Regions from separate parts of the Mus musculus genome. Here regions 2, 3 and 4 are each linked to region 1. A link is a contact called in public promoter capture Hi-C data. All regions are on one chromosome and are shown on one strand. The core of a region is the stretch at or near the end of the contact, and the rest is flanking DNA. Distances in the headings are between cores, read along the strand shown.

Region 1 (6,051 bases), core at 2,642-5,141:
ATGTTCCAGAGGGATGTCTTGATGAGGATTCAGTCTCAAGTGTGTGGTAAGGTAGAAGACACACATAGCATTACCTATTCCTTCCCTAGCACAGGGCACACCTATAAATGTATGAAGAATGAATTGAGCCCCTCCCCCCATGTGGGTCAAATATGGTGTCCTGCGTCCGGCCCAGGGCTCTGGCTGCTGGATGAGGCTGATGCGGGGAGTTTGGCAGCGCGCACCCCCATGGTAGGCGAAGGCTGTGAGACGCCCCAGGACCCCGCTTCGGGGGTGGGGAAGGCGCAATCTGAAGTCCACACAGAATCTCCGGGCCTGTACAGAGGCTGGGGAAGAAAGGTTCTCACTCTCAGACATCCCAGATGCCACTGTATGCCATGGAAGAGCTGAGAACAAAGTGGGAGCCCGTGGGTGGACTGTGACCTGGGGTCTAAGGGAAAAAAGGACGGGAGGAGAGAGCTCTGGCAGATTCTCACAGGGACGAGAGTCCTTGTCTTGTGCAGCGGCTCTTGGGTTGGTGGAAGCCGTGGTGGAGAATGCAGGGAGGTCTCCCGGGCGGGAGGTTAGATGCTGGCCCTTTAGTGGAAGACCTGCTCCATTGCTCCAGCACAGTGAGTCCCGATGGGAAGAGGCAGTCCATGGTTTTAAGGCGTTTATTGTAGAAAGGCAGAGAGAGGGAACGAGTAGGGAAGTAGAGGCTGGCCATGGCCATGTGGAGAGAAGGGGGAAGGGGATAGGGAGAGAGGGGACAAGTGGGAAGCAGGAGTAAGAGAAAGAGAGTCAGAGAGGGAGGAGGGGGCAAGCAGCCCCTTTTATAGTGGGCGGGGCCTACCTAGCTGTTGCCAGGTAACTGTGGAGCTGGAGTCCACACAGAATACCAGGAACTTGGGGCATTGCCTACATGACTGATGGCCACATACCTCTCTGCAGGGGAGGGGAGGTTGGGAGTCTGTGGCTGCAACAGGAGCCAGTGGCCAAACACCTGTTGTCCCTGGGGTCACCCGGGTTCAAGGCCTGTGCTCAGCAGGGGACCAGGCTGTCTGTGCACAGCTCACCATCCCACACCCTCCAAGCTGTCTTGGACCTGCCAGTTTTCGTGAATCTGCCCTTCCCTTATCTAATGACTATGATCAACTTTCGACTTGTGGAAATGGAGATTACTTGTGAGCATTAGCAAAGCCAGCAATCTTACTTCTCTCCTCAGTTTCTGAGACGTTCCTTAACTAGTTCAAGGGTCAGCAGTTTGTACAGTTATAAAATATTGGCAGCAGTCGCTGAGTTTGTAGCTTACTGGAAGAGTGCTTGCCTGGCATGCACAAGGCGTTGGGTTCTGTCCTCAGTACCACGTATACCAGGCAGGGAGGTACACCAGTAATCTTGGCCCTTTGAAGGCAGAAAGGATAAGATCCAGAGTTCAGTGCCACCTTTGGCTACAAGCCAAGACAGAAGCCAGCCTGAGATTCACGTGACACTCTCCCCAAAATAAATGATTATTAAAATCAAAAGTCCCATTCTAATGGAAGATAGTAATGGTGACCATCAGTGCGTGTTCAGGTGTAATGAGAACCATTTGAGGAAAGTAAGCCCCTGTGAGAGTATCTCCGTGCTTACAGGAACACACACTGGCAAGTAATCCTTTGTTGTTTGGTTTTTGAGACAGGATATCACTATATAGCCTTGGCCGGTGTAGAACACTTTATGCAGACCAGGCTGGTCTCCAATTCACAGAGATCTGAATTCTGCCTCCCATGTCCTGGGGTTAATGCGTGTGCCCTCACTACCAACTCTGATAAGTCTGTCTTACAGATTCTAGCTCACTTCTGTACAAAATATGTTTTGAAATTTTCTACTCTGAAAAACTATGTTTCAGACTCAGAAAACTAAACTGGAAGAGGATTTTAATTCGTCATCGAGAAGACATTCCTCTTGACGGTACAGCCGGCGGAATGGAAGGACAGCGGAAATTTCCCATTCTTGAAGAAAAGGCCTTCAGTGTCCACGGAGCCAGAGGAAACCACATGGACTTTGGCCAGCTGTATCAGTTCTTAAATGCCAGGGGATGTGGGGATGTTTTCCAGATGTTCTTTGGTGTAGAAGGACAGTGACTGAGCAGAGGGGAAGTCAGACCTGTTGGCTCACTGTTCCTCTGTTGATCATTTCTTCCTGTTTTTCCTTGAAATTCAATTTCAGCTCCATTCTAGGATGTACTAGGGTTGGGGTCACAAGAAGAAAATTAATATGGCTGAAATGTATCAGTTAAAACTTGCCATGCCTGAGAGAAAAACTGGGTTTCGACTTGTAAGCTTTAAATTACTAAGTGAGAAGGGTGGAGAAATGACTCAGAAGTTAAGAGCATATGCTGCTAGTGCCAAGGACCTAAGTTCAGTTCCCAGCACCCCTGGCAGGGAGCTCATAACTACCTATATGTCTTTACTTCAGGGCATTTGATGTACTCTGTCCTCCAAGGGTGCATGCATGAACATAAACATGTAAATATATTTGGGGTATCAGATCCCCTGGAGCTGGAGTTACAGGAGGTTGTGAGGTACCCGGTGTGGGTGCTGGGAGCCAAACTTGGGTCCTCTGCAAGAGCAGTGCACCCTTTTAACCTCTGAGCCATCTCTACAGCTTGGTGGAAATTTCTTGACGTGAGCTGGATCTGAAGGCACATGCTTATAATCCCAGCACTTGGGAAGTAGAGGCAGGAGGATGGGAAGTTGAAGGCCAGCTGGGCTACACGAGGCTCTGTCTCATGAAACTTGAAAGACAAATTATATGTGAAGGTAATTTTGATGGTTCGACTTGCTAGGGATTTCCCACACTCTTCTGCCTTCACTAGGAACCTGGAAAAGCTGCCTGTTCACCCTCCTGGCCTCTCTTGCAGCTGCATTGGGCTGTAGGTTACAGTGCAGGATTTCTGGGGATGAATTTGCCTCTCTTCTCTTTCTGCCATGGCCCCTGAAGTGATGGCAAGAGAAAGGGCCAAGCTATCTCAGAGATGTCATTGTACAAGACACCTTGCCACATGCGGACCCAATGTTAATCCCAGCCTGTCTCCAGACCTTTGAAATAAAATGAAATTTTAAACAATCTGTGCTTGTTATCAGTAGTCAGAAGTTTGAAACTACCCTGTCTTTTAAAGTACAAACAGTATAAAGCCTTCCTCATTGGTGTTTGTGGTTCATTTCAAATTGCATGTGTTTAGATTTGGCCCCTATCTGGCCTTGCATCGCTGAAGACTGGGGCATGAGTAGAGCTCAAATGGTTTCTTGTTGTTTCTTTAAGACAGTGTCTCATGCCTATGTGACCTGATGATTCTTTTTTCTTTTTATTTCCTATTTCGAGATAGATTTTCATATATCCCAGGCTGCCCTTGAACTTTAAGTGTGCAAAGCTGACCTTAAATTTGTGATTCTCCTCTTCTCTGTGTCTTCAGTGCTGGTATTGGGAGGGTGTGCCAGCAGACCTGGTTTGCTCAATGTAGGGAATCAAACTCAGCCTTCAGGAATGCCAGGAAAGCACTCTACCAAGTTAGTCGCCCCAACTCCTCTGCTTTTATTATTTCATTTTATTTTTAAAGATTTATTTTATTTATATGAGTACACTGTAGCTTTCTTCAGACACACCAGAAAAGGGCGTCAGATCCCATTGCAGATGGTTGTGAGCTACCATGTGGTTGCTGGGAATCGAACTCAGGACCTCTGGAAGAGCAAATTCCTACACACTAGGAAGGAAATCTCTCCACTACAAATATCTCGGACAGGTTTGGCGCCACGGGCTCAACGCTGGTTTCTTATTGGTCAGCAGTGACGCCACTCAGGCAGGCGTGGCCTTCTTTGTTACGTTTCAGGCAGCGGATGGTCAGAGTCCTGACAGGGAGGCGGGAGCGGAAGTAGGAAGCCGAAAGGCTGGGAGGGCGAGGGGGAAGTGGCTACAGTGAATCCCCTTCCGGCGCGAGGGACCGGAAGTTGTGGCCCGCCCGTGTCAACTTCGGCTCTGCAGACTGAGAGCCGGGCTGCCACCGCCACCATGGGCGGGAAGAACAAGCAGCGGACTAAGGGGAACCTCAGGGTGAGTCCTGTGGTGATGGTAGCCCCGCGGCCTGCGGCCCGGGTGTCCAGAGGGCCGTGAGGGAAGAGTGTGACCTCCCGGTGTGTGCGTCCCCGCGGGTGGACAAGTCGAGGAGTTGGGACCCAAACGACGTTTCACGCCGGATCTGGGAAACGGAGCGCGCCCAGGGAGGGAGGTGTCATCGGGAAACGGTGACAGTGAGCACCCGGGCGGCCCTCGTGGGTGGCCGAGCTTGTGTAGGAGCTGTGGGAGGGAAGAAGCAAGCGTGGGCTTCACTCGCTCAGTCCCTCCTTGCCAAGGCCCGAGCCCGTCGGTGGTATGCCCGGTGTCAGGTCGGTGTCACCCGTTGGGTCTCTGGTCTCAAGCTTACCTCGCTTTTCCTGCTTCACTCTGGCCACCCTGAACTTGCCACGAACTTGGCTGGCCTGGCAGGCTTCGGATGGCCATATGTTAGGTGGCTCTAGATACCTTAATGCATCCTGTATAGCCCTGGCTGTCCTGGAACTCATTCTGTAGACCAGGCTGGCCTGGAACTCAGAAATTCTCCTGCCTCTGCCTCCCAAGTGCTGGGATTAAAAGCGTGTGCCACCACCACCTGGCGCTTTGAAAGTATCTTAAAGGCAGGTGTTTCTCTGCAGCCTTTATCCTGATGGATCACACACACATACACACACACACACACACACACACACACACACACAGTTCGCTTTTATAGACCTGTTCCACCATTTTTTTTTTAGATTTATTTATTTATTATATGTGAGTACACTGTAGCTGTCTTCAGACACCCCGGAAGAGGGAGTTAAATTTTGTTACAGATGGTTGTGAGCCATCATGTGGTTGCTGAGATTTGAACTCTGGACCTTTGGAAGAACAGTCAGTGCTCTTAACCACTGAGCCATCCTTCCAGTCCCTCATCTCTTAATTTATAAATTTTGCTGACCCTTAGGAGAGTTGATCTCAGTATTTAACACCCAAGTTCTCTACCTTATGTATTCTAAAAACAGTGTCATTCTTCATATAACATGTGAAACTTTAACCATGGTGGAGTACACAAATATAACATGTAGACTTACAATTTGTATTTCTACTAACTTTTATAGATTTAATTCTGTTTTTATTTTATTTTGATTTTGGTTTATCAAGGCAGTTTCTCTTTGTAGCTCACCTGTCCTGGAAGTCGTTCACAGATGTGCCTGCCTCTGTCTCTACAGTGCTGGGATTAAAGGCATGCACCACCAGGACTGACTTAAAGTTGTTTTTAGATAATAACATTTTCAAAGCATTTATGACTCAGTCAAGTATCACTTGTTCCCTTTGGCAGGGAATACATTAAAAGACACATAAAAACAACTTATACTTTGAAGTCTTTTGATTTAGACAGTTTTCCATTTCATACATCCTAAATGAGCGTGTTTTTTATGTCATAATGACCAGGAAGAGTTGGCCATTGGTTGGCTTTGTTTAGTCTCATCTAATTGTTTCCTTCTATTGATTCCAGCTAAGCCATTTTTGACCATGCTTTGTATGATAACATTTTCAGTATATCATTCCAGAAGTGTACAATACTTTTTTTTCCCCTTTAAGACAGTGTTTCTCTGTTCTGGAACTAGCCAGCTCTGTAGACCAGGGTGCCTTCCCCCCCTTTATTATTCTTTTTTGTTTTGTTTTGTTTTTGTTTTATTTTTTCCTTTCTCAGTGGCATTTGCTTAGTGTTGAGCATTGTAAAGTTATCTTTTTCCATTGGATAATAAGAAATATGTGGTGTTGCAGTCTGTGGTTAGACATACTTACCCCTAAAGATTTTCACACCCTGCTGGGATTAAATTCTTCCTGCAGTACTTCAGAGTTACTGTTGGTATCGCAAATGACAAAGAGTGAAATGATTGCTCTTACCTCATTTGAAGGGTGATCTAACTGAAGTTTAGAGAAGTTTACTTGCTTAAATTTGTGTAGCCTGGAAGCTTCAGAGTTGGGGCT
Region 2 (6,051 bases), core at 1,468-3,967, 2.4 Mb before region 1:
GAAATGTGCTGTTGGGGTAAACCATGACTGTCCTCTGTGCATGTAGTTATTTAAAAACATAAGGCACCACTCCCCTGTCTCCCAGTCTCTGTCTCCCAGTCTCCACACACCAGTTCTCCAAACCCAAGCTCACCCCAGACAGAGGTCCTTGGTGATGAGACCGGTCGGAGTCTGTTCTCCTGCTGCATCACGGAGTGCCCGCCTGGCACCCTGTTCACACTGTGAGCTGTGTCTCACTGAACGTTGAGGGGATAATGACTGGAGCACCATTTTGGGCTATGTATTTATACATACTGGCAGTATAAAGGAAGAGTTCTTACCTGCTACACTAAATTTTACTTATTAAAAGATAGTTCTCACCACAGGACATTTTTTTTTATCGCTTACTTCATATAAAATTGAAATTTTATTTTAAAAAGTTGAGAAATTTCAAATGTATGTAGAAGTGAGATCCATGTAATACATCCTCGTGTGCCCATTGCATAGGATATATAATTACCATGTTTCATTGGTTTGTTTATTCTGTCTCCAAGTGTGAATGACTTTGGAAGCAAATTCCAAACAGTTTATCTCTTCCTTGCTAGTGTTTTAAGGTGCAGTTTCAAACGATAACGACACTTCAAAATTAAACCTACCCGTTTAAATCCTCTCTTGTGCTGTAATTCCTTGTTGTCTTCTAACATTTGAAAAGCGTGTTTGTTTTCTCCCATGTGTCTTCTTGGCTGTGGATTGAAAAATATTTATAAAACCATATTAATCATGGTTCTTCTTTAGTCAGATTAACTCCAGGATGGTATCTTAGTGTAGATCCACGGAGCTGTCTTAGAGGAACGGTGAGGCCCCGAGAGCTCTAATTCCCAAGCCATTTGCTGTGCATCCCAGGCTGGAGGTGCACTCTCACAGCCCCGAGGGAGTCCCATTCTGGGATACATAAGCAAGGCTGGAACCCTGGCCTCTTCTTGCTTGTGTGATGGCCGGCTTGCAGTGAGCCCCTAACACTTGTCCTGGGGCCCAGCAGCCGTTTTCTCTCTCATTGTAACCCCCCCCACCCCGTTTCTCTGTTTCTCTGTTCCTCCGTTCCTCCGTGTGTCCGTTCCACCTCACCATGTGAGTGTATGCCATGACGTGCAAGAGCTTCTTTAAGAGATACAGTTGAAAACTCAAACCAAACACACGGGTCTGTGGCTCAGTTTTCTGCACTGAGTTGCATGATCCGTATGACATTTTATTAATGAGTTCCAGGTCCGATTTGTAGTCTAACCTTTTTTTTTTTTTAAGTATAGAAACCTGCCACCCAACCCCCATCCCCATTGCCTTAGGGAACAAGATAACAAGTCTCCCGATCTCTCGAGGACGGAATCCCTCCTGTTCACTACTAAACAGACATTTTCCTCCCTTCCTGTCCTAGACACATCAACTGGATCATTCCGCCCATTACCTGCGCCTGAAATTCCTAATGGAGAACAGAGTGCAGTTCTACATCCCGCAGCCCGAGGAGGACATTTACGAGCTGGTAATGTTTACGACCACTGTCCTCGAACACCCCGTCTGAGATAATTTTCAAATCGTGCATGTACTTGTGGTAATTGTAGCTGGTGGGATGGAATGAGCTTCATTCAGAGCCACAGAGCTGGCAGAAATAACCTTGCTTATCACAGAAATCCCGGAGTGGAAAGTCGCCTTTGCTTGTCCAAAAAGCAGGGCTGCGCTGCCACCAAAGACGTTGAAACCCACAGATGATGCTCAGATAAGAGTTGAGTCATCAGGACAGACTCTTGCTGAACACCTTTCTTTTTAATCGGTGACTCTAAAATCAGTTGGCGGTTGCCACAGTGAAAGCGCTCCAATTTTGTGCAACTTCTACCATCTTATCAGAACTGACGGGGTAAATCTTGTGGGTGTAACACCCCCCTCCCCCACCTCCCCGACCATCCATCTAATGCATCACCCAGCTTGCTGAAACTGCATTCACACAGATTCTTGGAGACATCTGTGGATGTCTGAGTCTCCTTAGAGATAGAGAACGCAGTTTCTGATCTGGGCCTGAGATTATTATCAGTTCTTCTGCATACAAATCATAGGGGGCTGGCGAGCATAAGACACCAATACCGAAAGTTCTGGGATTTTACAAAGGGCAGAAAGATGGTTTCTCAGTAGGTGTTAGCGGTTGTCACCTTGGTAACCACTGGCAGGTTCCTTTTCTTAGCAGAGCAGTGCATCTTTCAGTTCTAATAAACAGTGGTTTGGGGACCAAGGGCCTCTCTTGGGGAATGTTCTGGCTTCTCGGTTCTTAGTCATCTTTCTGGGGGACACAGAGCTGCTTGTCGTGGAGCTGGGGATAGAAACAGGGGAGTGACTCCCCACAGAAAGCAGAACTGGAAGTACAGCTCAGAGGTTCCTTTTGGAAAGAGGAACCACAGTGCAGAATGTCATAGGGAGTGGCATTTTAAATCAACTTCTTGAGCTATACTTCTTCTATTAGGAAACTCTCGACAACCGTAAGCGCATAACAGATACAAGTGGTTGTTTCCACTGGAAGAGTTATGATTTGGAGTGTTTCTGCCAGCCGAAAAGGTCACCCCAGATCTCTAAAGTATTATATTTTTTTTTTGAGGAAATATGGATTTTTCTCTTGTGGCAGTCTGATCATGTTATATGTTGGAAGAGGATGAAAGTGGGCCTGGTGGGGGGATGGTTCTGTGACTAAGAAAAGGACGGCTCCTGCAGAGGAACCAGCTTAAGGTTCTCAGTGCCCACATGGCGGCTCACCACCATCCACAATTGTAATTCTGGGCTATCTGATGCCCTCTTCTGGCCTCTGTAGTCACTGCACACACATGGTGCATAAATGTGCCTGCAGGCAAAACACTCATATACATAAATATTGCAAAGGGAAAAGGACATAAATGACCTCTCGACTCTTTAAGCCACTGTTGACTGTGTTGATGGAGATGGAGCTGGTCTCATTAACAGCCAGGAGCCAAGGTGTTCCTTCTGAGAATTAAATAGCCAGTTGTTTGTGTTCTGTGAACATACTCAAGGAGTCCTTTCCATGCCAAAGAAGAAAAGCCTTAGCTCAGCACTACAGTCCTCATCTGTAGCCCTAGCTGCTCAGGGGGCTGAGGCAGAAGAGTTGCATGACCTCTAGGAGTTCAAGGTTAGCTTGGAGAACAACACAGCAAGATGTTTCTTGGAAGAAAAAAAAAAATCCCATGCGTAGTGTGGTAAACATCTAAAATTCCTACACTGGGAGACTTAGGCAAGAGGATTGAGAGATAAAGCTTGGGGCTAGCCTGGGCTACAGTTTCATCTCATCTCGGTGAATAACTTGGAGTTTCATGATCAAAAAAGTCAGAGAGGTCAGGCTGATTACGCTGCAAGAAGATAGTTTAGTTTATGCCTTATAATTTGTGAATTTTACAAACAGTAAATTGCAGGGCTCATAGGCAACAAGCTTCTATTTCTTGTATATAACAGGCATGTGTGCTAATCAGGTCCTGTATATACCAGGAATGTATACTACTCGGGTCCTATACATGTCAGGCATGTGTGCTAATCTGGTCCTGTAGATACCAGGCACGTGTGCTAATCAGGCCATGGCTTTAAAATGTTTATTAGTCATATACTATTGTTATGAACAAACTTTTTTTAGATTTATTTATTTTACTATCTTATGTGTATGAATAAGACTGGAGTCACAGACAGTTGGGAGCCGCCCTGTGTGTGCTGGGAATTGAACTGGGTCCTCTTCAAAAGTATCGAGTGATCTTAACCATTGAGCCAACCCTCCAACCCTCCCCTAGTCACATATCATATTTAAGCTATGGATACGGTGTGGCTTTATCCAGTGATGACGATGGAGTGCTGGTGAGCCCAGCTCAGCCTGTTCAGGTCTATAATTGTTATTATGTATGTGCTATAGTTAAGGGGAACAACCCGTAGGTACAAAGGGACCACTGTGCTTTCTCTCACCCTTTGCAGTGGTCTCTGGCCCAGAGATCCCCAGGGAAGCAGTGACCAGGGTCGTGCTTACGTCAGCACCTCCATCTTACCAGGCTCTCTAAGCTTCTTGCGTTCTGGGCGGCTTTCGTGCCTGACGAAGCTTCTTGACCCCTTCCCAGAGTAATGCTTACAGTCACGTGAGACAGGACATACAGACAGACCTTCCCATGGCTTAGTCATAGCAAGATGCTTAGCAAAACTCAATTTTAAATGATAGGTAACATGTTATGAGCTCACGAAATTATAAAACTTAACAGTGGATGTAGTAGCTACTGCTGCTCAGAAATAGTGGCAAGTATAACTAATATCCAGAGGTATTAATAGCAACTGGGATTTGCTACTGAGATGGCTTTAGTACTCATGAGGAAGCCACGGGCACTCGTAGTGTTGTGGTCCGGGTTGCCTACGTGCACCCACGGTCAGAGAAGATGCTGGGCCGTCTTCCGTAAATGTTCTGGGTATCTTTTGCTTTCTGTTCTGAGTTCACAGGCCCCTAGAATCATCTCAGGGGTCCCTGTTCTGCAGCCCTGCTTTAGAGCATTCCTCGGGGTGTGGGGTCATGCTAAGGCAGGGCCTGTCTGGGCACAGAGTGCTTTCTGAGAGCATATTTGTTTTCTTGCTCGTTTCTGAGCAAGCAGCAGGCTACACGATATTAATAAGCCCTGCTACCTCCCTGCATGCTGGGGCACTGCTCTGCAGGAACCTGCAGGTGTCTCCAGCCATGCCCTCATATATGACTCCCACCCCAACCCCAGATACTTAATTCTGTCCCATCGATAGCAGAAAGTGAGTCCTGGACTTGGAAGATCTTGGAGAGTAATGAGTATTCATTTGTGTGAGTGAGAAGGGAGTTCTCTGAATATCTACCAATAGTCATTGTCTGCCTGCTTTGCTGATTATATTAATGTAAATGATACCCATTTGGCTATTTCTTCCTGACTAGATAGTTGTTGGAAACAGTCCATGGAATGGCCACAGACCTGGGGTTTAGTCTGTAGAGACAATAGCTTTCCAGATTTCACACTAAATGAGATCTTATTAAAGTGACAGGGGAATAAAATGTGCAGCCAAAATTGATTAATTTATTTATTCATTCATCTCGCAAATATTTACTTAGCGTTTCTGTGCCAAGAATAATCTCTGATCCTCACAGGGTATGTGCCAGAGGTGGGGGGGGGGGGGTCCTGTTTCTGGAGGAGCCTCTATTCAGGTTCGCAGAAATACATGTAAAAACCTGTCACTGGCAGCAGGTTTTCAGGCTTGGAGAAGCAAGAAGTTAGGGAGAGAGGCACGGTGCTGGCATGCTGAGGTGTGAGGTGAGTCTGGGGGTGAGGAGAACAAGATGTGAGTCTCACGTGTTTTACAGAAAAGTGTTTCAAGAAGGTGTGACATGGGTCTGGGGAGAAAGGTCAGTTGGTAACATTCCTGCCACAGAAGCCTGAGCTCTAGACTCCGGTACCCCTGTAAACGGTGGTACAGAGCCAGGCACCTCTAATCCCAGTGCAGGAGGCAGAGACAGCGGGAGCCTCAGACCTGGCTGGCTGGCCAGCCTGGCTGAATTGGCGAACTCTAGGCTCAGTAAGCGACGCCATTGATAAAATTTGAAAGAGAGAGAGAGAGAGAGAGTGTGTGTGTGTCTCAGTTCTTAACTTCTCACGCAATACAAAATGAAGACAATCTGCCTATCATTTGTGTTGTATTAGGTAGGTATCAAGTGCAATCTAAAGACAATTCAAAGCCTGTGTGACATAGCTTTTATGCAAATACCACACTGTTTCCCATAAGAGAGTTGAGCACCCATGGGTTTGGAGATTCTGGGGTCCTGGAGATCCTGAAACCAGTCCTGTGAGTTACCTAGTAATGGCAACAGCTGGCCTCTATTGTAACAGGCTCCTTGAGGTTGGTGTATGCCAAGCGCACTCTAGGACACGGGACGACTCCCTGCTGGCTAGGGTACTGTGGCTAAGAGGCCTTTGTGGCTTAGGCTGGCATGGTCAGGGGAGACGGGGAGACAGGACTAACAGCATGTGGTTAGAGCAGTGTTAAAAA
Region 3 (6,051 bases), core at 2,220-4,719, 2.3 Mb after region 1:
GTGCTGATGCTTAGAACAAGACTGCTTCTACTTAGGTTTTTCATCCCCAGATCTGTGTGTAAGAACCAGCATCATATGGTCCATACACTATCGCTGGTCCTAAGTCCTGTCATGCATCACATACTGGACGTTTACGGCACTTCTGGCTTAGAAGGCTGCTATTCAATGCGGCTAGTAGTTGAGATTTTCACTTGCCAAGGGAAGGTATTTACTGTGTATAGTGAGGCCCAAGGTCTGATAGAAAAGATGGGAAGCAAACCTGAAGGTAAATTTGCCCAACACAAGTCTTCATTGTTGTTTATTTTCAAGCAAAAGTCTATTTATAAGCGAGGTCTGTTGTAATATTTTGACTTTTAGTTGTGACACTCATTCTCCCCCTCCCCCCCCCCCAGGCTTACTTTTAATGATGGTTCTTAAATGCTTTAACCTCCCTTTTAGCCCTCTACCCACCAGATATAGTGGAAAGGGATACGGGGGAAGTACATCTGTTTAGAAATGGTTCTTTGGAACAAGTCCCTTTTGTGTTGTCTAGCAATCAGCAGTTCAGTTTACAGGTTAACAGGGCAGCTTGACTCACTCACAAACACTTCACGGATACACCAGCAGTATAGTTTGGCAAAGTCGGTATAGCAAGCACGAATCAGCAGTGGTGGCACTACCTATCAGAGACAGCCAGGCCTCCACCTCCACTTGAGTCAGCAGGAGGGACCAAGGCCAACAGGAACACCAGCAAAAGTTCTCAGCCTCTCTCAGCAAAACAAAGATCAGTGAAGACAAAAGACCAACAAGCATTTCACAGCTAGCTCTATAAGGAAGCCTAGCTCAGCCTCCGTCACTGTCCCTTGAGTCCTATTTATAGGCTAGGTGCGGCAGAAATTGAGGTTCCCCAGCAGCAAGTGTCTTAAACAGGGGTGGGGTTCATATAGGTTTTATCTTAGAAGGCTTGACTTTGGGGGAAAATGCTAACCTCATATACGTCCTATGCAATCAGTCTCTTTTGAAGTGGCTTGTTTTTTCATATTAACTACTCTTATTTTCATTATAGTCTCCTAAAAAAAATGGCTTGCCTCCAGAGTTTCAATTGTTTTTGACAAATTACCTTCAAGAATCAACTTCAAAGGAGGGTAAGGTTTATGTTGGGTCTTGGATCTGGTGCTATAGACGTGTTGACACAATACATCATGGCGACCCAGACACAAAGGGGTAGAACCAAGTCTTAACTAGTTGCTATTGTATCTCTTTTCCCTTTCAGAGGCATATTGAATGACTTGACTTTTAGTACCTGTTAAGGGTTTCCCTACTTACTGGCAGTGCCACAGGCTGGCAGCCAAGCCTTTGACATGGACATTTAGGGGACACTCCAGACCCAAACTATGACCGTTACATTCTCTAACTGTAGTGTTTCTCTGAAGTGAATGCATCACTGTAGATTCAACTTGATAAAGTAAGACAGTGTAGCTGTCTTCAGACACACACCAGAAGAGTGCATCAGATCCCATATCCAGATGGTTGTGAGCCACCATGTGGTTGCTGGGAATTGAACTCAGGACCTCTGGTAGAGGGGGTCAGTCAGTGCTCTTAAGTGCTGAGCCATCTGTCCTTCTTGAGGCTGTCCTAAACAACAACCACAAACTCAAATCCTGAAAACAGCTCAGCGAGGGCCAGAGAACCCATCAAGAATGCACTAGGAATTATAGAACAAAGAGAGTTAGAAATCCAAGGTATTTAAAAAATATACCAGTAGAAAAGTTAGGAGAGCAGTTAAAGCCAGCCGAAGACTCTCAACTACAACCTCCCAGTCCAACCTGATAGATAGCATTCAAAGTCTTTCCATAGGTGGAGGATAGGTTTTTATTAGGTTAATACATTCCAAAAGATTTGATTTGCTACTCCAGTTCCTAGGTCAACAAAGATGGGCAAGGTTTGGCTCCTTAGCTGGGCTTGAGATAGCCTGAAAATAATAATTAATTGTCGTGTTGAATCAGCAGCGTTGCAAACTGAATGGAGTCACTGAAGTTTTTATCAGTGTTATCAGCCTGTGTACAGAGGTGCTTTCCAGGAATGTTCCTGTGCATCGAGCAGTTCAAATTCTAGTCTTTTTTTTTAAAGGGTAGTGGGGACCTAAATAGGCATTTGTTGGATTGCAAACTAACTTTGAACCTAATCCTTGGGTTATCTCACAAATACTTCTGTTTTTGTTTTTTTTTTTTAAATTCCAATTTCTAATCCATTTATAGTTGGTTAAGCAGCAGTCTGCCTGCCAGTCTTTGCTAGGCCTTCCTATAATGCAAGCTTTCAGCGGCAGTTATTAATCTCGTGGGTGTTGAATGATAAACGCTGCTGCTTTCAATAGACCTCTTGGTTTCCTGCTGGGCATCAGCAGGGAGCATGCTTCAGTAGCCTTGAGATGGGGCAGAGTTTTGGGGTCAGCTGGAGAACACCTGTGTGGCCCTCATTTGCAGAGCATGGCATCCACAGAGGCCAGGAAAAGCTTCTAAGAGCGCTGAGTTGTAATTTGAAGCTATGTCAGCAAGTGACTCCAAAGAATGACGAGTTTCCAGGTGTGAAAACTACCTACATTAAGTCTGTGAGAGCGGTTATTTCCCCTCCCCTCCCCCTTCTCTACTCACTTTTGTAACAGATCCTTCTAGGCTGGAACTCAGGCTGGACATGGCTATACTGTAAAGGTACTGTGACTTACTGTGACCACCATGTGGGTAATTTGAGGAGCAGGGTTCTAACAGCCGTCGTGGTTCACTTTTCTGTACGTGTTTGGTGGGCAATTCTATCCTTTGTCCCCACACACATATGCATCTGCCTTTGACAGACAGTGGCCAACTTCTCTCTGCCTCTGACACTCTAGCCATGGATGAAATCTTAGTCTAGTCCTGCTTCAAGTTGGCCTAAATGATCTTTGCACTTTCTTTCCTTTCCTCGATTGTAATTTAAGCCCTAGTTTCCTGTTATTGACGAAACGATGCTCTGCGTATGTTCTCTGTGGATGATGGGTTAGAGGGACCCTCCCTCGCAGAGTCTTGTCTTTTGGTTGGAGTAGCAAAATTTGCTCATAGTGATTATTCATCCTTAAAAGGAGCTCACAGGCAAACTTCCTAGATTGTCATTACGGAAATCAGTTCATGACCTTTGAAAGGGGAGAAGGCGTTCAGGGTTGAATTTAAAAGAAACTTGGAGTGTACAGTGTGTGTGTGTGTGTGTGTGTGTGTGTGTGTGTGTGTGTGTGTGTGTGTGTAAGTAATGTAATTGAACTGTGCTCAGGTTATGAGCAAGCAAATAGTATTTATGCAAGGAAAACCAAGGATAGGATAGAAATAGAATCCGTCTGTTTTTTTAAGAGCTTATACAAGAATCCCACCAAAGAAGAAAAAAATACCAAATACTACACCATACGAGAGAGAATTATTCAGGCCAGTGAGAAGCCTGCTTGGATGTAGAAACCAGATGGTCTTCATTAGCCAGAAACCTTAAAACGACATAAATCCACTGATGGGGCCAAGCGATGGATCCATGCCCCGTCTTGCCAAGCTGGCCTTTTTAACCAGGAAAACAGAGAGCTCCTTGTTCAAGCCCCTCTTAGCTGGGACTGGGGTGAAGAATGCTGCCAAACCCGTTCTATAAGGAATTCTGATCTTGATAATGAAAAGGAGAGAAAGTTCCTGGAGAGAAGGAGCGCCCTGTTTGAAAGGCAGAAAGAGAGCTTGTTCCAGACGCTGCCTCTTCCCTTCATTGTAAATGGTAGGGGTTGGAGGGGTAGACTTCCCCATTCACCCTCTGCAGATGGGTCCAAGTCAAGTCCATATGTTTACCTTTATTTTAGCTCTGCTGATTTAAGGCCAACATCTAGCTGCAGTACCATGAGGAAAGTCCATGGCATGTCTTTGCTCTCTGTGTTGTGGCTCAAGGAAAAAAAAAAACAAACTTTTTTGTTTTCCCTGATAGCAAAGGTTTGTTTCCAAAAAGGTTAGCCGTGTTTTTAAGAGTAATATTTCCGTGGCTCTAGCTCAGCGTTTTTTTAAGTAGCCTCTTTGCTTTTGAAGCCATGGCTGAACACCTACTGTTTCAGCTGGCTGTTTTGTTTGTTGGCACCGAACACTGTTTTCCCATGGGAAAAATATCTCCAGTTTCAGGATGGCGGCAGCAATCCATACAGGTTATTTTCATACGCAGCCTCCACAAAACCACACGAACCACGCAGAGCCACCTGTGTACAGTATGGGTTCTAGCCCGCACTGTTGACTTACATTTCTGAAAAAAATAACCTGGTGGTGCTAATCCCACTGGTGGAGATTAAGACCACTGAAAGAATTTTTTGATCCAAATTTGAAGCAAGCTTTTAATTAAATACTGGCCAGGATGATGAACTCTGGCGGGGTCCATTCTTGGGGTCCCAGGAAACAGTAAAGAGTAACCTTCTGCAGAGGTTTGAAAAGGCCACCCCAACAGGCCACCATGTTTCCCATCAGGGCCATCCAGAGCAAGTGTAGGTCCAGACGTACTTCCTGCTTGTGTACCTCCTACCTACATCCATCCAATCTGGGCCAAAGGTCCTACATCCTGAGATAATTCCTGTCTGCATGCATCTGGTGCAGTTGAGTCAAGCAAACTTGTTTAAGGGAGTTGCTTCCAGCCTCTCTGCAAGGATCTGTCCTTGGGCAAGGGACTTACAGGTTAGAGGCATTGTTGTTTAATGGATCTCTTAGGCACAGTAATTAGAACATACCTTTGGCTCTCACGGCGGTTCAGTGGAGTGGTTATTCCACTGATCATAATTCTCCACTTACTAAGCGGCATCTGTTGCTTTTCCAAGTAGGGAGATATTTTTTAGAAGCGAGGAGTAGATCTTCCAGTTGACATTGAGAGGAGAAGAGGAATCTGACAGCAAATATGTTCTAGGATAGAAAGACTTCAATTATATGAACGTTCATACTGTCAGGCTCTGAGTAGAACATTGCATGGGATTTATTAAGCTTTTTCTTAGAGACTTTGTTCAGGAAAAGAGGTTTGAGTAAACCTGTTCGGACTGGCCGTGAGGCAGGAAAATCTTACGTTCTGTGTGGCCCCATTGTCTGATGCTGCTGCTCTCTTCTTGGATGGATTCTGAGGCTGGGTTGCTTATAGCAACCAGCATGTTGACAGATGCAGGTGAGGATGCTGAGAGTTGTCTTGTGCTGGTTAACTTAGGCGGGCTACAGGAAGGATTGAAAGGCTTCTGATTCACTTTGTGTGTTTGATCTAATTGCTTCTTCAATATCCAGCTGCAGCTGATTTGGAAAAGAATTTTCCATTAGAGACATGGTTTTTTGTTTTTTGCTTTTGTTTTTCCTTTTAAGTACACATTTGTAAAAGGTAGCAAAATGTTAAATAAAACCAATTCTGCTGTTCCTAGTTCAGTAATCTATTATAATTTTGGAGGGACTAGAGCTGAAGTTCCCAAACTGGCTCTACTTTATGGAAATATAATATGTTGTTTAAAACCTTCTCTATCTATGTATTGGCTTTCATACTTAATATTTGTATCAGCTGCTTCTCTTGTTGCTGAGACAGAACATCTGGCAAAAGCAATTTAAGTAAGGCAAGCTGGCTCTCTCTCTGAGGGTAGCATCCATCATGGTGGGGATGTCATGGAAGCAGGAGGATGAAGAGCTGGTTGTGTCAGATACATAGTCAGGAAGAGGAGAGAGATGAATCCTAGCGACCAATTTGTTCTCTCCTTTTTTTACTATGCCTGTGGTCCCAGCCCATACGATGAACCTGTTGGTATTCAGGGAGGGTCTTTACTCTTCAGTTAAACCTGGGTGGAACAACCCACACAGATTGTTCACAAGTTGACCACAGACACACCCCAGGTTCGTTTCCACGGAGATTCTAAATGCAGCCAAGTTGATGATGACGATAACCACTACAACATTAACTCCCCTTGCACAGAAAACCCGAAGGGAACATAGGCATATATTTTCTAGTTTAAACTCACTTTGCTGAGCTCACAACATCATCAGAAGACTACAGGGCCGTAGTCAGTTTCTTTGAAGAGAT
Region 4 (6,051 bases), core at 981-3,480, 2.3 Mb after region 1:
TGTGATCCTGTGACACCCACATCCTGTTGCTGGATCCAAGCGCTTTGAGGCTGTATTAACGCAGATTAATTGAACAGTTGCCCTGTGAAAACAGATGCCCTTCGCCGCTCGTTTCTAATAAATTGTCAAGCCATTTAAAAGACTTCCCCTTGAAGAAGTCATATCTCCCCGAGAAGCTGAAGCAAAAGTGGAATGTTTATGTCCCAAATTAGTGTGCTATATTTAAAACCAGTGGCCTCGGCCTGACCAGGACATAATCCTTCGCCGCTTAATGAAACTGCCATCCTGTCCCTCTGTATTATATAGTGAAGTTGGTTCTACTTTCTGTATTCCAAACCAGAAAGCCGTTGTAAAGAACTAGCCAGAATAAGACATTAGTCTTCAGCTATTTGATGTTTTCTTTATAAATTAAAATTATAACTGACTTTGAAATAGGAAGCTAAGCCTGGCCTCCCCTGAACCAAAAACTGAAATTTTAGTAACATTTTGCTTACGGGATATTGTAATAAAATGCTCTTTGCTTAAGATAAAGGTATTTGTCCAGTGACATTCTGAGTTACAGAAAATTGAGAATGTATTATAGATAATGTACTATGAAACCAGAAGAACATTCTCTCTAGTTGACAAAGATATGCACAATACAAAGATCCAGGTATTGATCTGATGCTGTTCAGAGATCGAGAAAGGCCGAGAGCAAATCCTATTTCAAAGTGCAATTCAAGTAAAATTAGATTCAGTGAGACTATATCATTTACCCACCCTTGTAGTAAATAATAAGGTAGAGGTGCGAGTCTAAGCTGTTACCTAAAGGAAGTGAAATGACCCAGAGAGATGAGCATCCCATGACCTCCCAAATGGAATCGAAGCAGTTGAACTTGCAAGAGTAGACACTAGATGCCAGTGGATGGGGTAAATGGGAGATGTTGTTCAAAGGGTAGGAATTCGCAGTTAGACATGGGTACATCATAGAGAGCTGGAGTATAGATATTGTCACTGTAGTTAATAATAAGTGTTATATTCTTGAAATAGGTTTTAAGTGTTCACACACATATAGAACAGTATGTGTGGTGATAGGTAACTTCATTAGTTAATTGTTATTTAATTACTTAAAATTATATATATGTGTATATATATATGTATGTATATATATGTGTGTGTATATATATATATATATATATATATATATATATATATATATATCAAAACATTATCTCGTGCATGTTGGATAAGATAACTTTTATTTGCTACTTCTTTTTCACAAACCCACCTTGCACTTCATTTGTAAAGAGAAGTGAAGTCCCTAACCTGGAGGGTTACAGTAAGAATATCGTGTAGGCTTCAGTAAGCATTTGTCATTACTGATGCTGCTGTAAGCCAGTGCTCATGACTGGCTCCTCTCCCCTTCCTCTGCCAGATGTTCTCAGTGGCTCTCTGTTGATGCATGCAGCTGTGTTTCTGAGGGACACCATGGAATGTCCTTAACCCTCTGTCTTCAGGATCAGTGTTTATCCCACAGTAAAAGAAACAAATCACCATCAAGGTTGCTTTGTAGCAACATACAAACCCCCAAAGCTCACATAATGACTATGTGACACCATATGAATGGACACCATAGCCACCATGTAACGGCTGATGACAGATACTTTCTCCCCGTTTTAGTAACACTCTGCTGCTTTTCTGTCCCATCAGAGTTCCATGTCTTTGTATTATGTGTTTATTAGATCCTAGGCATGATGTATGCAGTACTGGTTGCCATCAAAATAGATTGTAGAGTTTAATGGGAAGTCTAGGAGTTGACATCCGTACCCTACATAAAACCAACCAACCAACCTTTTAACCTTGCTGATTAGCTATCATTGAGTAATAGATTTCCCACCTGGACCACCACTTATACTCTACTAATTCTAATCCAGATTCTGTAGCTCTGTTGTCTGTCTAAATCTGAATTCTTTTCTCTTGACTCCATCTGTTTTGTCAGAGCCTAGTGTAGAAGCGGTGGACTTTGAGCCTTACATGGACCCAGGCCAACAGTTCTTCTCCCCACATCCGGAGACCAGGCTTTGCCTTTTACAAGAAGGAAACTGCCTCTCTGTTCCCAAGACAAAGCTCCCTCGACTATAGTTGCTGCATGTTTGGCTCAGAGGTTTGCACAGTCTATGTGTATAGGCAGGCCATGGCCTTGCTGGGCCTGCTGGAAGATGGCTAGCTCTCGCTGGCTAATAGTTGACTCACTCACCGTGGGATGGAAGCTCTGGCCTGGACCAGACTCTGGTCAGTGTCTGTTGATCTCAGGGAACATTCCACAGCTGCTGATGTAACTCAAATGACTGGAGCCAACTCTTCTGGACCGGTTAGAGGGCTTGCCTGGACCAGTTAGATGACTGGCTGTCACTCAGTTTATCTGGGGGAATTCTGTGAAGTGAGTGTTACTTTCAGTTCCTCCATGGTAAGGGGAACTTCTCTCCTCTTATCTTCTTTTTGCAAAGTGTGTTTTTTATAAAACCAAAGTAGCATCTTTGGGACTGTGGTGGTGCCCCGATTCCCGATTGGGAAGCCTTGGGAAGAGGCTGCAGAAGGATCCAGAGTTCAAAACAGACTCAGCTACAGATGTTCCAGGCCAGGCCAGGTGACATGAAACGGTGTCTCAAGAACCCTCAAAATAAAATCATCAAAAATAGAGATGGAGTTTATAAACGATGTGGCTACTATTTCATTTGGTACCCTATTCAACATGATCCTCACAGTGCTTATAACTCCTTTTGCTTGAACTTTTTTTTTTTCTCCTGAGCTGGGGCTCAGACCAGAGCCTTGTGTACTAAGTAAAAAGTACTGTACCAGTGAGAGCTATCCCAAGACTGAAATATCTTTTTATTGAGAGATTCCTCATGAAATGCATACTGAGGCTTTTGTTTGTTTGCTTGTTTTTCTAAATGTGATTGCAGAACCAGATAATTTGTGAGACTGCCCATGGTATGAAAAGATTAGTTTTCCTAGTCTGGGTGTGGGCCAAGACCTATTGTTGTTTCTGATGCAAACCCAAGACCAAGGACTGCGGTTGCAAACTTACTTATATGACTGCCATGTTCCTAAAAAAGATTTTTAGAAACTTAAATTAAAAAAGCTTCAAGCAGCCCAGGCACAGTGGGCACACCTGTCACCCCAGTACCTGGAAAGTCAAAATCAGGAGTTCCAGGTCATCCTCTGCTAGGTACAAAATTCCAGAGAACCCTGGGCTAGCTACCTGAGACTGTTTTAAAACCTGCAACAAACAAACACAAACAAACAAACAAACAAAAAACTCTCACATAAAAATTAGACCAATAGAATTAGGAAAACAGGCCACTAGATACCAACATACATTTTGTTACTAATTTTAAAACTATCCCTTAGATGCACAGAAGTACTTATCAGATAACTGCAGCTTAGGGGTCGCCCGAGTTTACTAGGAAGCCATCTGTTTATGGGACAAACATGTATCTGCTGTCATCAGGAAGGTCACTGGGGTAGCTGTGACTCAGATCCACTAAGGGAAGGGACAGAAATAGGACTCCTATCTTTTGTATCTCTGGGATGGTGACCAGAGAGGTTTATGTTGTTGCTATGTAGGCCCTTTTTAAAAACTCCAAGCTGTAAATACTGAATTTTAGAAGCACATCGTCATGGCTTTAGAAAAACAACGGTCTAGGATTTCCGAAGGAGCTTGTGGCTCCTGCAGCTATTCCTGATTTGGTGTTAAGTTTCTGTTCTTACCAGGTATCCTGACCTCCAGTGTGGGCTTCTTTCAGAACACTTCAATTAAAAATGTAATTATTAGTGTGGCATTCGTGAGAACATGCCCTGGTAGAGCTTTAGGGATGAGAAGACAACGTTTGAAAATTGATTGTCTCCTTCTGACATGTTATCCCAGGTTGGAACTCATGTTCCCATGCAGCTCAGGTTACTAGGGGTGTTGCTAAGTACTTTCACCTGAGTTATCTTCCCTGCCACCAATCAGAACTCTTAGCAGTCAAAATAAAAGGGGGAAAAAGGGTTTCATTTAGTTTTTAAAAGTCATTGTGTTTTTTTCAAGAAAAATAGAGATTAGATTAAAAAAACACATTATAAAGTAAATTTTAAAGCCCTCTTTGTTTTTATTGAAACTTGTATCAATTTCTTTATTTGGCTTACCTTGGGACACCAGGAAAAGAGCCAAGGTTTCCTAGAACACAGCTTGAAATCCAGTGTTCCAAAGGCCCCCTAGTCTGTGCTTTCATTTTGGAGCACCATTTTTTAAAAAAATAAACCCAGATTTGAAGATGAAGAGATAAGCTGACTGGCCTTGAAGTTAGGGCCAAGGCCTAACAATAGCTTTGAAACCAGTTTTATGTTTTCAGAAACCACCAAACCAGCCAGGCATACTGACACATGACTTTAATCCTAGCACTCAGGAGACAGAGGCAGGTGGATCTCTTTGAGTTTGAGGCCGGCCTGGTCTACAAAACAAGGTCCAATACAGCTAGGGCTGTTACAAAGAGAAATCCCCCTCCAAAAAAAAAAAAAAAATCAAAAGAAAAAGAAAGAGAAAGAGAAAGAGAAAAAGAAGCAAGCAAAAGGAAAGGAAGAAAGCAAGCCACCAAGCCAGCCTTAGGTCCAGTGTCGTTGATCAGACAGTTCATCTGCGTTTGTCACCACTTTACTTTCTGGGAAGGAAAGCAGGGATTATATATATATGGTGGATAGAGATAAATGAGCAGCTATTTAAAATGCCATTTTTTTTGTACTTACTTATAAGTCAAATCTGTGTAGATACTAAAGATGAGTTATAGAGACCAGACTTCTGTTTTATACATCAAATTTCAATTTTTTCAACAGTAACCTTATTGAGAACCTACGTGATTTACTTAAATGAAAAACAGCTTTCCCTAGATCCTCATGGCTTTAGGATGGAGCCTAGTGGTTACACATTTCTCACTGCCTTAGTTTTCTGTTCCGTGATCGGTGATCCCTGGGAGACCTTTTGACCTGTGGCAAGGCAGCACAGCATGGTGGGAGCGCATGGCTCATTCACCTCATGGCTATGACTGGGTAGAAAGAAGAAGCAAAGATTGGAGTCTCCACGTCTTCATTAAGGACACACGCCCAAAGACAGGAAGACCTGCAAGGGAAAGATCACCAGCGTGGAACTCTTTCTCAAAAGTTAATCCAGATTTCGCCATCAAAGCCTCTGCCTTCATGGTGAGGCATATGCGACGTGCCTCTGACTTGGTAGAGCTAAAGACAGGAAAGGAGAAAAGCAGAGGGGTTGCGGGGGGAGGGGCACTTGTACTTTTCATGTCTTCCAGCCAAGCGCTTGCACTTGCCCTCTTATGGAAGACTCGCCATCCGGACAAAGGAGGGTAGTTACGGCCAAAGAATGAAGTTGCTGAGTAAAATGGATACCCTTCTCTATTTTTTTTTTCCATTTTATCCTGGTACCTGGCAAAGAAAATGGAAAAATGAAAATTTGGTTGGAAAAAAGTCAAAGACGCGTGTAATTGGATTAGGGCTGGGGATTGTAGCACCGTTCAGATCACTTGGCTAGCGGTGCCCTCAGTTTATTCCTCGACATTGGTGGGGGCGGGGGCAGGGGGAGCAGGAAGGGCATAAAGGGCATGTGAAGGCAGAAATGGTGGGGGCTGAGGAGATAGCTTAACAGTTAAGGTCGCTCTTCGCATAGTCAGGAGGAGCAGAGTTTGGATCCCAGTTCATTTCACAGCCCGGGCTTACACCCATAGCTGTAACTTCAATTCTAAGGGTCAGAGGCAAGAAGACCAGTGAGCATTCTTCTCTCCACCCCACCCCCACCCCCAGCACATAAAAAGTCTCAGAGCCAAGAAAGGACAGTGCCTCAAAGGAATAGGCAGAATGGTGGAGGAGGAGGGACCTACAGAGCACATGGATGCATGTACTCACACAGACAGACAGACAAACAGACACGAATAAAGTATGCATGTACTCACACCAACAGTCATACAAATAAAGTATGCATCTACTCACATGCATACATACATACAGACAGACAGACAGACAGAC

What was found. Promoter capture Hi-C pulls out the DNA fragments that hold promoters and counts their contacts.
Region 2: a contact with region 1 is called in a promoter capture Hi-C map of neutrophils, with 6 times the contacts expected there. The contact joins the enhancer-like site here to the promoter of Ltn1 in region 1. A contact is called at or near these places in 3 of 39 promoter capture datasets (hippocampal neurons, neutrophils and pre-B cells) and 2 of 115 datasets of contacts at active chromatin or transcription factors (embryonic forebrain and thymic regulatory T cells).
Region 3: a contact with region 1 is called in a promoter capture Hi-C map of stem cell-derived epiblast-like cells, with 6 times the contacts expected there. The contact joins the enhancer-like site here to the promoter of Ltn1 in region 1. A contact is called at or near these places in 5 of 39 promoter capture datasets (cranial neural crest, hippocampal neurons, liver and 1 more) and 4 of 115 datasets of contacts at active chromatin or transcription factors (astrocytes, embryonic limb bud, embryonic stem cells and 1 more).
Region 4: a contact with region 1 is called in a promoter capture Hi-C map of liver, with 4 times the contacts expected there. The contact joins the enhancer-like site here to the promoter of Ltn1 in region 1. A contact is called at or near these places in 6 of 39 promoter capture datasets (the 3T3-L1 cell line, cranial neural crest, hippocampal neurons and 1 more), 2 of 115 datasets of contacts at active chromatin or transcription factors (astrocytes and extraembryonic endoderm stem cells) and 1 of 9 other capture datasets (embryonic stem cells).

Annotation. Positions count from the first base shown.
Region 1 is chr16:87,430,446-87,436,496 of GRCm38.p6, reverse strand. It overlaps Ltn1 (listerin E3 ubiquitin protein ligase 1), which reads left to right and starts at 3,891. Exons shown (of 30, transcript NM_001081068.1): 1 at 3,891-4,071. The coding sequence starts at 4,030. Rwdd2b (RWD domain containing 2B) reads left to right here. Exons shown (of 5, transcript NM_016924.2): 5 at 1,871-3,166. The coding sequence ends at 2,105.
Region 2 is chr16:89,845,112-89,851,162 of GRCm38.p6, reverse strand. It overlaps Tiam1 (T cell lymphoma invasion and metastasis 1), which reads left to right. Exons shown (of 28, transcript NM_009384.3): 12 at 1,409-1,513. Among named protein-coding and RNA genes, the nearest start is that of Gm52239, 54 kb to the right of the region's middle. Within about 2 kb of position 2,717, at least 86 of the 459 cell types and tissues checked have an H3K27ac peak or open chromatin away from gene starts, as enhancers often do. A contact at or near this core is called in neutrophils and thymic regulatory T cells, where this site is marked.
Region 3 is chr16:85,125,954-85,132,004 of GRCm38.p6, reverse strand. All of the region lies in intron 1 of App (amyloid beta (A4) precursor protein), which reads left to right. Among named protein-coding and RNA genes, the nearest start is that of App, 45 kb to the left of the region's middle. Within about 2 kb of position 3,469, at least 64 of the 459 cell types and tissues checked have an H3K27ac peak or open chromatin away from gene starts, as enhancers often do. A contact at or near this core is called in embryonic limb bud and stem cell-derived epiblast-like cells, where this site is marked.
Region 4 is chr16:85,145,075-85,151,125 of GRCm38.p6, reverse strand. The region is part of intron 1 of App (amyloid beta (A4) precursor protein); the gene reads left to right. Among named protein-coding and RNA genes, the nearest start is that of App, 26 kb to the left of the region's middle. Within about 2 kb of position 2,230, at least 156 of the 459 cell types and tissues checked have an H3K27ac peak or open chromatin away from gene starts, as enhancers often do. A contact at or near this core is called in liver, where this site is marked.